Linked DNA regions of Zea mays: all the other regions are linked to region 3. Evidence: chromatin contacts called from public Hi-C data. All regions are on one chromosome and are shown on one strand. Each heading gives the region's core, a stretch centred on a gene start, on an enhancer-like site or on the middle of the called end of the contact. The rest is flanking DNA. Distances are from core to core; before and after follow the strand shown.

Region 1 (4,371 bases), core at 714-3,213, 290 kb before region 3:
AAACCAAAAGAAGATAAAGCCCCAGCAAGCAAGAGAATTGCATGTGCCAGTGGTGCTTCTTTTTCAGAGTCCAGACCCATGACTCCTTTAGCAAACTTATGATGTGCTGCAGACCATACAGTGCCAATGCAAAAGAATGAACACCTCAAAGAAACACAGGGTACTTGTACTGAGATGTATAAAGCAGCTGCGGCCAAAAGACAGGGAGAGGAGGAGGAGGAGCTCTTCTTGCCCACATCCCTTTGTCAAGAAGAATCTCTGATGCTTGCTTGTTTCCATGTGACAGGGAAGCTTGGTACTTACTGCTCTCTTTACAAAAAAACAAAACAAAACAAAACAAACAAACCCCCACTGGCAGAATAGAATTGAATAGAATAGAATAGCCTTTGTTTCCCCTCCCCCAAAAAGCTAAAGTTCTCATCATGCTTAAAACCGTCTTAAATAGCAGTGCTTAGAAGAAGATAGGGCAGGCCACCTCCCCCTAGTTACACCCAGCATCCCAGCCAGACCCACCACCCCACGATGCACCTCTTGTCTGTTCCTCTTCCTCCATGCAATGCAAGTATGCAACGCAACGCATCTTCTGTTTGCTAGCCGCCGCTCCCAACACGTCGCTATCGCCGGCCTCTTCGGGTTCGGAAGCTTCCACGCCTCGGCATGCGCGCTCCCGACGTCATGCTCGTCCCGGCGATCGTCCTGACTTGCCGGTTCCTCTGCAGGATTTGAAACCGGGTTAGAAGCTGAAGCTGAAGCTGAAGCAGGGACTGAGACAGCAGCACAGTCTTTGTTTCGGCAGGTGATGCACTGAAACCGTTAAGGCTTTCCTGTAGTTTACCATCATGATGAACCGTGGGTGTGGTGCTGTGCTGTGCTTTGTTTTGACTGCTTTCATGGATGTAGACTAATGATTTCAGGAATGATATGTGCATCTACGTTGCTCACTGGGGGAATAGGACTTGTGTGGTTGCTTTTGCTGAAAGATTATAGCATATCATCATAGGGGAATGTGGGAGTGGTGAGGGAAAAAGAGCGCATGGCATCTTTTGCTCATATGCGTCGTCTCCCTTTGTTTTTTCTTCCCTCTCCCTGCGTTTTATCCGTTATCATTTATTTTATATTATTATGAAAAGTATTGTTTTTTCTTTCTTTCTTTCCTGACCTATCCTACGTGAAAATATCCAACAAAACATGGTAAATGGGAGCATATGGCAAGACAAAATGATCACAACAGACGCACTGCAAAACATTCACCTTTGCATACCACCAGTCAGAAACTGGTGAAACAAGAACATTCCCTTCATTCCGTAACGCAAGCTTAACAAACAAACAAGCCATGACAAAAAAAAACGTCAAGCGTTGGAATTCTGCTAGTTCAAGTTAGGTGAAGGCTGCAGCATTTGGCCTCATATCGTACGTAGTAATTTTTTTTGAAAATCCTAAAGCTTCTAGTTTCAAGAAACCAGTGCATTGGGTACAAGGGGAAAAAAGGGGGGGCCAACTCAAACACCAAAACCAAAGCTTGCAGCGCAGTAAGCTGTACGTAGATCAAAGTACCTGTTGTGGATAGGATCAGGGCCATTGGGCACCCTTCTCTTGCTGTCCTGGAAGGGATCATGAGCCTTGAAATCCTCCAGGGTCCTCAGCCCTCCGGCGCCTCCGCCCAGCATCATCCTCCTCCCGCCGATCGCCGCCGGCGGAGCCGCTTTCCTGACGCCGTCCACGACGAACGACACCAGAAGGAGCGCTCCGAACAAGATGGCCAATGCCGCTGGCGCCGCCCGCCTCACGGACACGGCCGACCTTCTCATGACACCCACCGACCAGTCGTCCGTCGCCGCGCAGCGCAGCGTCGTCTTCTTCTTCCGTAGAGCGGCCTCCTCCTCCTCCTCTCCTGGCGAGCGACAACGCTGGTCTTCTAAGAGCTTCTTCTCATGGCATGGGGTGGCGCTAAGTGTGATGCAACGGCTGCGGCTGCGCAACGTGACTGCATATTATAATGTGGGGAAGAAGTAGCGGCAGGATTTGTGTCAGTCGCTGTCGCGCGGGTATTCCTGCTTCTTGTTCTGTTCTGGCCTTCTTTCGCTTTGGCCCGATTCTGCTGTGCTTTTGAAGGATGCCCTGCCCCTAATGGAGGGGAGGGGGGGCAGCAGAGAGTAGAATCAAAGCAAGCTGAGCCACGCTCGCTTTTCTTTCTTTTTTTTTTTTTTTGTTGCGCTTTGCTTTTTGAGCCATGTTGTTTTCCTCCTGCCTTTCCCTTTTTTTTAATCCCCCTTGTTTTTTCTTCTTCTCGTGAAGAGAAGAAGGGTAAAAGACGGTGGATAAATAATAAAAAAAAGCATTGCTATCCGATCCTTAAGGCTGCCCCTGTTCTCCTTCTCCCTCAAGTAGTAGTACCATTCCTGTTGTGAGGTGAATTCAGGTCACATGTGGGAAAAGAAAAAGGGGAAAGAACTCATCTTTGAGTCATTCTAGGAGAGAAGCAGCATGACGCATGAGAGATCGCAGCCACGGCAAAGGTGGCGCTCAAAAGCAGCGGCTCTCCAAGTCCAAAGTGAGCTGCTGCAGCAGCACCCTGAAGAAATAAACTTCGCTTTCATGTGATCTGTCACAATCCTTTTGAGTGTCCCCTTTTTTCTCTCTCTTTTACTTTGGGTGAATTGATGCAAATGCTCTTCCATCACGAACCGAAACTGTGGTTTTTTTAAAAAAAATTCTCCGCTAAGTAAAGTGAATTTCAACTTTGATATGGTATTCTGAACATGCTCACTGAAGCCCATCCGTTTCGAATATTATCTGTATCGGCGTGACCAGATCTTGTTGGATTGCTGCTTCCTTCGTGCTGGTGCCCGTGCCCGTGCCCTCCTTCCTTTCTTTGGCAGATCAGAGCTTGAGACAGGAGGCCGAGGCCATTCTATATTGTGGAAAGGGCCAATGCAGTTGGTTATTTGGGAGACAGCCTGACGCGCTCGCTGTCCTTAAACCCACTGTGAAGCAAGACAACAAAATACCAAAGCAAGCAGGAACAAACAGAAAGTTCCATTCCATGGCATGGCATGGCACAGTGGTGTCACCCCGAGCCAGCCTACTGTGGCAGGCAGTAAGATCACAAATCACAGCGTCTCCAGATTGCAGTAAAAACTCAGGTTTCATGGAAACACGGACAGACTTGAAAACCTCTAAACATTATGAATGCCATCACCATCCATAATCGCAAAAAATCCAATCCAATCCAAGGCCGCGGTCCAATCCATGCCCATCCTCATCCGAATTTGGTCCTGCGCTGGCTCCTCCCAACGGCGGCTCGAGTTGCAACCTTGGCATATTACAGACAGCTCTTCTTGTGCTGAGTTACTGACCTGCTGACTGCTGAGTCTCGTGACCGGGCTAATATCGCATGAGTAAGCCTGATGCCGCCCATGACACGCAAATCTCGCTTTTCTGATGCTTTTTTTCTTTCTCTCCCCACATCAATCCACTTGGGTGCAGACCATTTCTCACCCTCCCTAAGACCCTAACCTTACAACCCTACAGGCGACAAGAACCGTACTTGGCAGTAGGTGTGGGCTAGCAGGCCGACGGATATGGGCCTAATGGTGTGGGCAAAGATGTCTCGGAGGAACATGTCTTGGGCCCCAGCGTAAGGCCCTGTTTGGAATCAACTTAGTTTTCAAGTCTCTAGAAACTGGTTTCTATAAAAAGAAAAAAACTGATGATGTTTGGAGCCACCTGGTTTCTATAAAGTAGTTTTATCTAGAGATGACTAGCTTCTTAGTTTTTAAGAAACTGGAAATCAAGTTTATATAAACTGGAGGAAAAACTAATATGTTTAGAACCGCCACAGTTTTATAAACCAAATTTTTAAGAATTGGATGCTTCCAAACATGCCATAAGTTATTTACAGACTCGTTTGTCAGAGTTTCGCTCTATGATTCTCTATTTCCAAGAGCTGATTCTCTAATACATTTATTTTGAATGATTCTCTAGCAAAGTAATCTATGTGATGAAAACCAATTGGTAAATAGTCTGTAAACTCATTTCTAAGGGTTTGAAGAGTGGAGAGCAGATTTCCAATACAAAATATAGACTAGATTCACTATGTTCTCACAATGGAGCAGCTCAGTTTTTTGTTGTTTGGCTGCGCATGAGTGGTTCTCACTAGAGCGAAGCCGTGGGAACTCTACCAAACACCCCTACATGTATATTTCCATTCCGTGGAGGTTCCTATGCGACCCACAATTTGATAATCTAGTGTCATTAGGTATTGGAATTCTATGTATTAAATATAGGCCTTAGGCATAATGGCACAATCACAAAGTAAGCGGGAATATTTATTAAAGACACTTTCAAAATACCAAATACGCTCTAAAATGT
Region 2 (4,716 bases), core at 57-2,556, 310 kb before region 3:
TTAGATTATTTTTTGGCGTTTTACCCACACTACCCTTGAAACTTAGTGAGTTCTTATCCAGCAAATAAGATTATGTAATCCTGGATTATATAGGTCCAAAGCTTGGGACAGCAATTTGTTTAGAGTCCTGTATAATCTAGCTGTCACGTCGCAGGACTCACGTGGAGAAAGATGAAGGGATTTGCATCGTTTAGGGTTTAGTAAGTGGCAGCGGATTCTGTATTTACTTGGATTTGGTCCATTTTCATAGAAGTTGGCTGAAAACGAAAGGTTTGGTTGGCAGAAGCCAATTCTAAGAGACATAAGCTAAAACAAATAGGCCCATCATCCATATTAAATAAGCTAGATTGTATATTTTTAGAAGCAAACAAATAGGCCCTATTTTAATCTAAAATTTTACTGTCTACGCTGTAAATCTCGCCGCACCTTGATTTCGGTCCGTCCGTCGCAGCCGAAGTATGAATTTGATGTTTTTTAAGGTCCAAACAAGCACAACAACTCTATTTTGTCACGCCAACAAAAAAAAAATCGCGGCAATCTTTCCATGCAAGTGTGTAACGGTAGACTGCTTCCACTTCTTTCCACATTAGCACAACGTGTTTTTGCTTCGCTGCGGCGCAGAGTGATTTTGCTACGCTACGTGGCTTGACATGGACAGAAATTTTAGACGCAAAAAATGAGATCTGAATGGATTATCTTTGAAATATGATTTGAGAAAAGGTTGGGGAAAAAGAGAAATTACCGGACCGACTGACCGTGAGGAACGCGGGGTAGCCCGTACTTGAGACCCAGACCCAGGCACCCAGCCAAACCAATCCGTCTGACCGTCTTGGAGTTAAAAGAAAAAAAAAGTCCAATCCGCAAGCTAACGTGACGACCATTGCCGGGGCCCCGGGGCCGGTGGCGCCGCGTCCGGTCTCCCTCGCCGGCTTGGCGCGTGGACCATAGCGCGTGCGGCTCCATCGCACGAGTCCTTGTATTGGCAATCTGCCGATGTTCCCTCTGGACTGGAAGCCTGTTTGAATTGCACCTTCCACCGCTGCACTCCCTGCCGTGCCCCGACTTGCGACCACAGTCCACAGGTAGGTACGGTAGCAACCGCCCGTGTCGGTGTAGCTACTACGCATTTACTGGTACGTGGAGGAGGTTCAGGTTCCAAAATCGGGCGAACCAAGCCGTGGCTGGCTCACGAACGCCGCGTGCGTTCCTGGCTGGCTTCCTGCCTGCCCCACCCCCACCCCAACGCAACGGTCTGGTCTTAAACACTCAGACCCAGACGCCACATCAACTCCCACGACACCTCCCCGAAAAAGTCTCTTGCCCGCGCACGCGCACGTCTCCCCAAACGGCTACTTGAACTTGACCGACTCCCCGAGCTCTCCCCTGCCCCTCCACCGTAGCTCGCGAACCGCCGCGCCATGCCGCCCAAGCGCGCGTGCCGCCTGGCGCTGCTGGCCGCGGCGGCGGCGTACCTCCTCTTCCTCCTCCTCTTCGAGCTGCCCTCCTTCTCCGTCTCCACCGCGTCTCCCCGCCTCGCCCAGGCCGCCACGCGCCGCGAGCTCCTCCGCGCCTCCTCCGCGCGCTCCCCGCTCCGCCCCCGCACCAGCGCCCCGCTCGCCGTCTCCTCCGTCCGCGTCCACCGCCGCGCCACCAGCTCCTCCTCCTCCGCCTCCGCCGCCGCCGCCATATCATCCATCGACGCCTCGGCCGCCGCCGCCTTCGCCGCCGCGGCGCCGCACCTCGCGCGCCTCCTCTCCGCCCCCGCTCCCCCGTCCTCCGCCCCTTCGCCGTCCCCGACCGCGGCCGCCTCGGCCTCCTGCCCCGCGACGGTCTCGGCGCCGAGGGACCAGCTCGCGAGCGGCGCGGGAGTCGCGGTGGACCTGCCGTGCGGGATGGCGGTGGGGTCGCGCCTCACAGTGGTGGCGCGGCCGCGCGCCGCGCGCCCGGAGGTCGCGGGAGCGGGGGACGGGGCCGCGCCGCCGGTCATGGTGTCGCAGTTCATGCTCGAGCTCCTTGGCACCAAGGCGGTGCAGGGGGAGGAGCCGCCCAGGATACTCCACTTCAACCCCAGGATCCGCGGGGACTTCAGCGCCCGCCCCGTCATCGAGCTCAACACTTGCTACCGGATGCAGTGGGCGCAGCCGCAGCGGTGCGAGGGGTGGCAGTCACGCCCGGACGACGACACTGGTGAGCTCCTCCGCTGCTATCGCGTCCAGTCCATTCGTTTGTGTACTACTCTATTCCATCGCGTCGTTGGGTAGGAATTAGAAACTACCTTTCGTCTGAACCTGGTACATATTCCTTCGTCTTCGAGAATGTAGTACCTTGGGATTTGGAAAGTCAGCTTGCTAAATTGTCTCCAAAATAACCTCAAGTTATATTATTATTGACTTCTCAGTTGATGGGGAACTGAAGTGTGACGAATGGATTCGTGATGGTAACAACGAGACACAAGAATCACGGATGAAACGGTGGCTGAACCGTTTGATTGGTAGGCCGAAAGTCAATCGGCCATACCCATTTGCGGAGGGCAAGCGATTTGTTTTGGTCATAACAGCTGGTTTGGAGGGCTACCATGTCAATGTTGATGGCCGGCATGTCACGTCATTCCCTTACCGCACCGTGAGTGTGTTATGGAACTGTTGTAAGCACTTTTCTCGGTGATATCTCAAGATTTAATTTTCTAATGTTGCTCAATGTTTGGCCCTTACAGGGCTACAATCTTGAGGATGCGACACAATTGTCTTTGAAAGGAGACATTGATGTCGAGTCCGTTTTGGCTGGTTCATTGCCCACTTCACCTCCTACTTCTGCAACAAGAAGTTACCTTGAGATGTCTAAACAGTGGAAGGCCTCACCCTTGCCAACTGAACCTGTTGAACTTTTTATTGGGATCCTGTCATCTGCTAACCATTTCGCCGAGCGTATGGCAGTTCGGAAATCATGGATGATTTCTACCAGGAGATCATCTGATGTTGTTGCGCGCTTCTTTGTTGCTCTGGTACCTTTCTACAACTGAATTATTAGTTTGATAGCAATTTTGTGCTCAAATCTAATGGTAAAGAAAACAATTCACAGAATGGAAGAAACGAGGTCAATGAAGAGCTGAAGAAGGAAGCAGATTACTTTGGGGACATTGTTATAGTTCCATTCATGGATAACTATGACCTTGTTATTCTAAAAACTATCGCCATCGTTGAGTATGGGGTGAGTAATTTGGGTTTTGTGTGAATGGATTTATTTTAGTTCCTTTATCATGCATCAAGAAGAATAAACCTAGCGCAGTGGTGAGAAGTCTTTCCATTGAACCAAAATTCTGGGTTCAACATAGCCTCTCTGCAAAAATGCAGGGATAAGGTTTGCTTCGGTTATTCCTTCCCACAATCCCATTCATGTGGGAGCCGCTAGCACTGGGTCTGTCCCTCTATCATGCATTAGTATGATTTGCATAATTCATCATGACATTGCAACTGTTTTTCAGGTGATGGTTGTTCCTGCAAAGCACATAATGAAATGTGACGATGATACGTTTGTCAGAATTGAATCTGTATTGGATCAAGTAAACAAGGTCCCACGTGGAAAGAGCATTTATATGGGAAATATAAACTACTACCACAGACCCTTAAGATCTGGGAAATGGTCTGTCACATATGAGGTAAGACTTTTTCTGTACAGTTAAAGAGCTGTCGCATGTAGTACATTATGCCGCTCCTTAAAAAGGCTAAAAGAAACCCATTCAGATGACCATCCCTTAATGCTAGGTTTACAGAATTAGCATACATTCAGTATGTTAGTAGTTAGGTCATCAGGTGTGAGCCCTTTTGAGTCTCATGAATATGATTTACCTTTTACAAATATGATATGATATGTTAAAGAAATGAAAGCAGCACCTTTTAGCACAATATTTCGGACAGTATTGTGACCCTATATATTTCCTACCAAACTTAATTTATTAAGTTATTTTTGTCTTACATTTCAGTTTAGTGGTTCGATACCACATTTACGCTACACAAATCTGATCTTGTTTCTGTGTTCCTATCAGGAATGGCCAGACGAAGTGTATCCTCCTTATGCTAATGGGCCTGGCTATGTCATTTCATCGGATATTGCTCAATATATTTTATCCGAGTTTGATAATAAGACATTAAGAGTAAGTACAGCAGTCATGCCCTTTCTCTATCTCTAGTCATTGGATACAGCAATAACGGGTTTTTTTTGAATCATTGGATACAGCAATATCTCTAGACATTAAGAGTAATTTCTAATGGCTACGTTTTTTGTGATGCAGTTATTCAAGATGGAAGATGTTAGTATGGGCACGTGGGTTGAGAAGTTCCATACGACTCGTCAGCCTGTAGAGTATTTGCATGATGTCAGGTTCTACCAACCTGGTTGCTTTGATGGTTATTTCACCGCACACTACCAGTCACCACAACACATGATCTGTCTGTGGAGAAAGTTGCAAGCTGGGAGCGCTCAATGCTGCAACGTAAGATGACAGTGGACAGCACCGGGATAAGTATAACGGAGAACTCACTAATCATCGAGACATAACACAGAGGATACTGCACTTGTACTGTCTGCTGGACCTTGCGACCATTCGTTCATTCTTTGGTCAGTAGTTGATTCAGCTGCTGATGCTAACACTGGAGATCCATGTTCTTAGGGTACTGTCTATCATATTTACAAGAGAAATTCATTGTTTTCGTTCATCTG
Region 3 (4,168 bases), core at 1,443-3,942:
TACAACTTTTATTTTGATGGTTTTATCATACGAGGTCATTTGAAAAACTCGAAAAATTAAGGATAAAAAACCGCCACTAGGAATTGATTTCTATATGCGGTCCCTTAAGAAAACCACAACTAGAAATCATGGATTTTTACAGACGGTTTTCTTAAGAAACCTTATATAGAAATACATTTTCTAGTAGTGGTTTTCTTAAGAAACCGTCACTAAAAATAATATAGACGATTGATAACCGAATCCGTCTATAAAAATATATCGCACCGTATGTTTTAAGCTTTTTTTTTACTAGCGGGAGCTTCCTCTTGAGATGGCCAAAAGGGGTCCACTGGCGCCTAGTTTATTGTTGCTTGGGACTTGGTTCTCAAAGTAAAAGTCGAAGGCGGCCTCAGGGTAAGTGACCTTCACCTGAAACTCCTTCACCGGCTGCACACCTCAACAAGCTCATCCTCTCAGGCCCATCGACACGTTTGCCTAGCCACTCTCTCTGGTGACCATTAGAATGCCCTCCACTCGGTACTTCAAATCAATATATTAAATCATGTTTGTTAAGTTTAACCATGTTTATTTAAATCTAACCATAAGGAGATATGGTACTAGAAACTGATACCGGCCTATTTAAACTTGTTATCGCTGATATTTAAATGTGAATCATTACTATTGTCATTTACGTTACATTTTATCCGGCACCTAAAATTCAGAGGGGATACACTAAAAACGACCATGGTTCCATTTGAGAAATAAATGGTACATTCCATATGAGAAATCAACGGCGGACTTTTATATTGCGCATAACTTCTTTACACGCGGGCGTATCCCCTCGCCTGTTTTGGGCCGGTCAGACACGACCCAGAAACGGGCTCAAAGTACGGCCCGACACGAAATATATTGGGTCGTGTTAGCACGACATGAATAAAGGGCTGGTCTAGGCTTTGATTTTGAGCCCATCGTACCACCCGGTCCGGCACAAGTGACTGGGCCGTGCTCGGGGCGGCCCGACGGCAAAAAGGCCGGTAAAAATATGACATCAAAATTATATTAGATTTCATTATATATATCTTCAAAATGGCTTGTTTGGTTGTGGACCGTGCCTGGACCGGCTCGGTCCAAGACAAGCACGACGTGCTTTACTGCCGTGTCAGGCTTAGATTTTAAGTGTTTAGTTTAGTACGGTCCAAAAATATTAAAGACCGTGTCGGCCTGAAGACTTAAGGCCCAAGACACGATGGGCTCGTGCCGTACCGGCCCGGCCCAAGTTTCAGGTCTAGCCGCGACAAGCGCACCGACACCGAGCATTCATGGGGCTGCATTCCATGAGAGCAATCATCCGGCGTGGGTGGCAGCCAGAACGCTTCCAGACTGGAGTGGGCGAGTGGCTTCTAGAGCACAGACCACGCCTGGCGCGATCTGGACCGTCACCATCGTGTTGTTCTTCGGGCTAGAACCACGCCGAGAGCATAGCTAGCCGCCTAGCAGCCCTCAAACTCACACGCATGCGCAAGAAAATGGTCGTCTCCATCCATCGCCATCCCCGGCCCGGCCCTCCTGCGATCACAGCCTCCCCCGCCGGCTGCGCCTAGAGCCATTTCCTCCCGAATTCACGTGTCTGAAAAGGCGCCGGATTCGCATATATTCCGGTGACGGGACACACGGGGCTTTCGGTTGTGGCTTGCGTGCGACTGCAAGTGGAAGAAGGTGAGAAGCATCCGGTCTGCTTCTGCTCCTCTTCTCTATCCACCCAGTAGTCACCTCGCCTTCTTTTCAAAAAGCTCAGCCGCAGTGGTGAAGGTAAATGGTTCCCTTCCCAGGCGAGGCGCAGCAGGCCAACAAGAACTCAACGGCGAATATGTTCTCGATTCAGCAGCAAATTAGAAGCAATACCATGACAGATACACACCAACTCGACCGAGATACAGATCATCTCGAGCTTGAAGGTTGCAGGAATAAAGCTAAGAGTACAACTGGATACATACATATTATATATACCAATAGGTTCTTCCTCGTCTAGTCTAGCTGACGAAGATGATGGACGGGTCGCAGCAGCACTCGTCGATCAAGCAGCAGCAGCACAGCGCGGCCAGGCTGCAGAATAACCGATTAGATTATGATGGCGCAAGAACGTAACAGATGAAGCGAGAGCCATCACTTGGAATTAACCACACAGTACAGAGACGACAGAGCCTGCACAGTAAACTTGCGGCAGAGGAATAATAGAGAGAGGGTCAGAGAGTTGGCCGGCCGGGAATACGTACCAGCCTTCCAGGAAGCTCGGCTCCCTTCTGGGCGGCGGCGCGGCGTACTGCGGCGGCGCCATCACCGGCGGGCCCTGGTACGGCCCCTGGTAGTAACCTGTTTTTTTTTGGGTACACAAATCAACCAAGAAACGAAAAGTAACCTGTCAGCACCGGATCGACCAAGCAGTTCTATTCGTTTCTTCACACGGATCGGATCAAATCGATGAGGACGATGATGGATCGAGACGAGCAGCGTGGTGTGTATGTAGCGTGGAAGTACCTTGCGCGGGGTAGGGGTAGGCGTACTTGGGGTCACTCATCCTCTGCCCTTGCCGTGCTACCTCTTCCGGGGAAGCTGGACGAAGCGCGAGCAACAGACCACTGGAAAAGGGAATGGGGACTGCACGCGACGACGATTATGTTATGCCGACGGCAGACGGGTAATGGAGCAGGTGCGTGCTGGGCCGCCCGTGCCTCGCGCGTCACTTTATAGGCCCGCCGCAGCCGAGGTACGTGTCGGCGGCCTGAGGCATCCACGAACGCGTGTTGGACGGGTGGAACCGCCAGTGCAGGCAGCGAAGCATCTGGAGGAAACCCGCGGCCGCGTCTGATCATGCATGGGCATTGGCGGCTGGGAGGCGTTCCTTGGGCTTGGGTGCGTTACGTTACTTCCCTGCCAGGTTTTCGCATCTATACTACTGCTACAGCAATACAGCACATGACTTGCCTTTTTTATTTTTCTTTTTTTTGCTGACAAATGCAAGCGTGTTTCCGTTCCGTCTCCGTGTTTCTCTTCGCAACAAGTCCGGCCGGCGGCGCGGGCTTCTAGACCTCACTAGCATCTCAGAATGGACCGTCCATCCAATTTCAAACTTCCAATAATGATGTTCTTCTCTTCTCTGGTCAGCAGTGGCGTTTTAATTCGGTACGAAAGCTGTTTGAATGAGCGAGAAAAAAATCTTTTTTTTTCTTTCCAAATGTGGCTTCCTGCGAAATCCATCGGTGGACCGAGGACGCGCCATGGTAGCGACAAACTAGCTGCCTCTCTGATTCGAGACGTAAACATGCTGCTTTAAAGTTTGTCGGAATCAAGCTACGGGCTAACAAAACCGTTTCAATTCAATTTCCCGCTAACCAACGAAAACGAAAAACCAGACGATTTTCGGCGGATTTCAAATTTTCTAACCGGTTTATAAGTTCAAATTCAAAACGTAGTTTTCGTGAATCCTAGCCGAGCAACTGTCTCGGTAAAATTCGTTTTTTTTAGAAAACTTGGTGTACAGGTTTTCAAAATTTTAAAAAACGAATCTGTTTTCTCAGCCAAAAAAAAAACTAAAAACAAAATTGGCACATCGAGTCGACATCTGGTTTGATAAAACCTGATTTTAGACGGTTTTGCACGAACTAATCAAGTAACATGAGCCATTCCTGGTTTTGTAAGTTTTAGAATCCAAATGACACAAGTTCGTTTAATGACTGTTCCTGCATTTTACTCAAAAATAAGAAAAAAAAAACATGAGTGCTAGTCCAATCATCAGTACCGTAAGATGTTTGGTGAGATTTTCTCTCTTCTTCCAGTTGGAGACTTGGAGGCCAGCAGATCCGATTTTAATTGAAAACAAACACGCCATTATCATAATGTTCACAACATTAATTTTTATAATGGATATCATGGTCATCACAAAACGAATTAGTCTTTAAATTCCATAAATGGTGAAACATAAATAATGCTATGTATCACTCGTGTCATTGTTCTCCTAAATATTTGATAGTTTTTTTTCTCCGATCGCAACGTACAGACATGTTTGCTAATTGCTAGTATTAATTAAGAGGACAAGTTACAGTTAGGTTCTACTAGATGGGCAATACAGTTAGGTATTTGGCTTAATCGAACAGCTGTATGAACAGAGTCCTAGCTAACTGCGCTAACAAAT

The links. Hi-C and Micro-C count contacts between places; a contact is called where the count stands out from the background.
Region 1: a Hi-C map of ear shows a contact between it and region 3, with 1.9 times the contacts expected there. The contact joins the promoter of LOC103644198 here to the promoter of LOC100277083 in region 3. A contact is called at or near these places in 2 of 25 Hi-C or Micro-C datasets (ear and tassel).
Region 2: a Hi-C map of ear shows a contact between it and region 3, with 2.6 times the contacts expected there. The contact joins the promoter of LOC103644199 here to the promoter of LOC100277083 in region 3. A contact is called at or near these places in 3 of 25 Hi-C or Micro-C datasets (ear, leaf and tassel).

What each region holds. Positions count from the first base shown.
Region 1 is chr1:296,552,434-296,556,804 of Zm-B73-REFERENCE-NAM-5.0, reverse strand. It overlaps LOC103644198 (CLAVATA3/ESR (CLE)-related protein 25), which reads right to left and starts at 1,963. Exons shown (of 2, transcript NM_001328367.1): 1 at 1,555-1,963; 2 at 242-713. The coding sequence starts at 1,615. The coding sequence ends at 427. It overlaps LOC109943558 (a long non-coding RNA gene), which reads left to right and starts at 478. Exons shown (of 2, transcript XR_002266587.3): 1 at 478-796; 2 at 915-1,142.
Region 2 is chr1:296,570,537-296,575,252 of Zm-B73-REFERENCE-NAM-5.0, reverse strand. It overlaps LOC103644199 (hydroxyproline O-galactosyltransferase GALT5), which reads left to right and starts at 1,306. Exons shown (of 7, transcript XM_008667396.3): 1 at 1,306-2,187; 2 at 2,399-2,622; 3 at 2,714-3,001; 4 at 3,079-3,207; 5 at 3,482-3,655; 6 at 4,043-4,150; 7 at 4,289-4,716. The coding sequence starts at 1,419. The coding sequence ends at 4,498. LOC100280943 (50S ribosomal protein L4-like) reads left to right here. Exons shown (of 7, transcript NM_001374362.1): 7 at 1-131.
Region 3 is chr1:296,262,236-296,266,403 of Zm-B73-REFERENCE-NAM-5.0, reverse strand. It overlaps LOC100277083, which reads right to left and starts at 2,692. Exons shown (of 3, transcript NM_001363972.1): 1 at 2,515-2,692; 2 at 2,253-2,349; 3 at 1,835-2,082. The coding sequence starts at 2,554. The coding sequence ends at 2,010. LOC100384848 reads right to left here. Exons shown (of 2, transcript NR_160677.1): 2 at 3,973-4,168.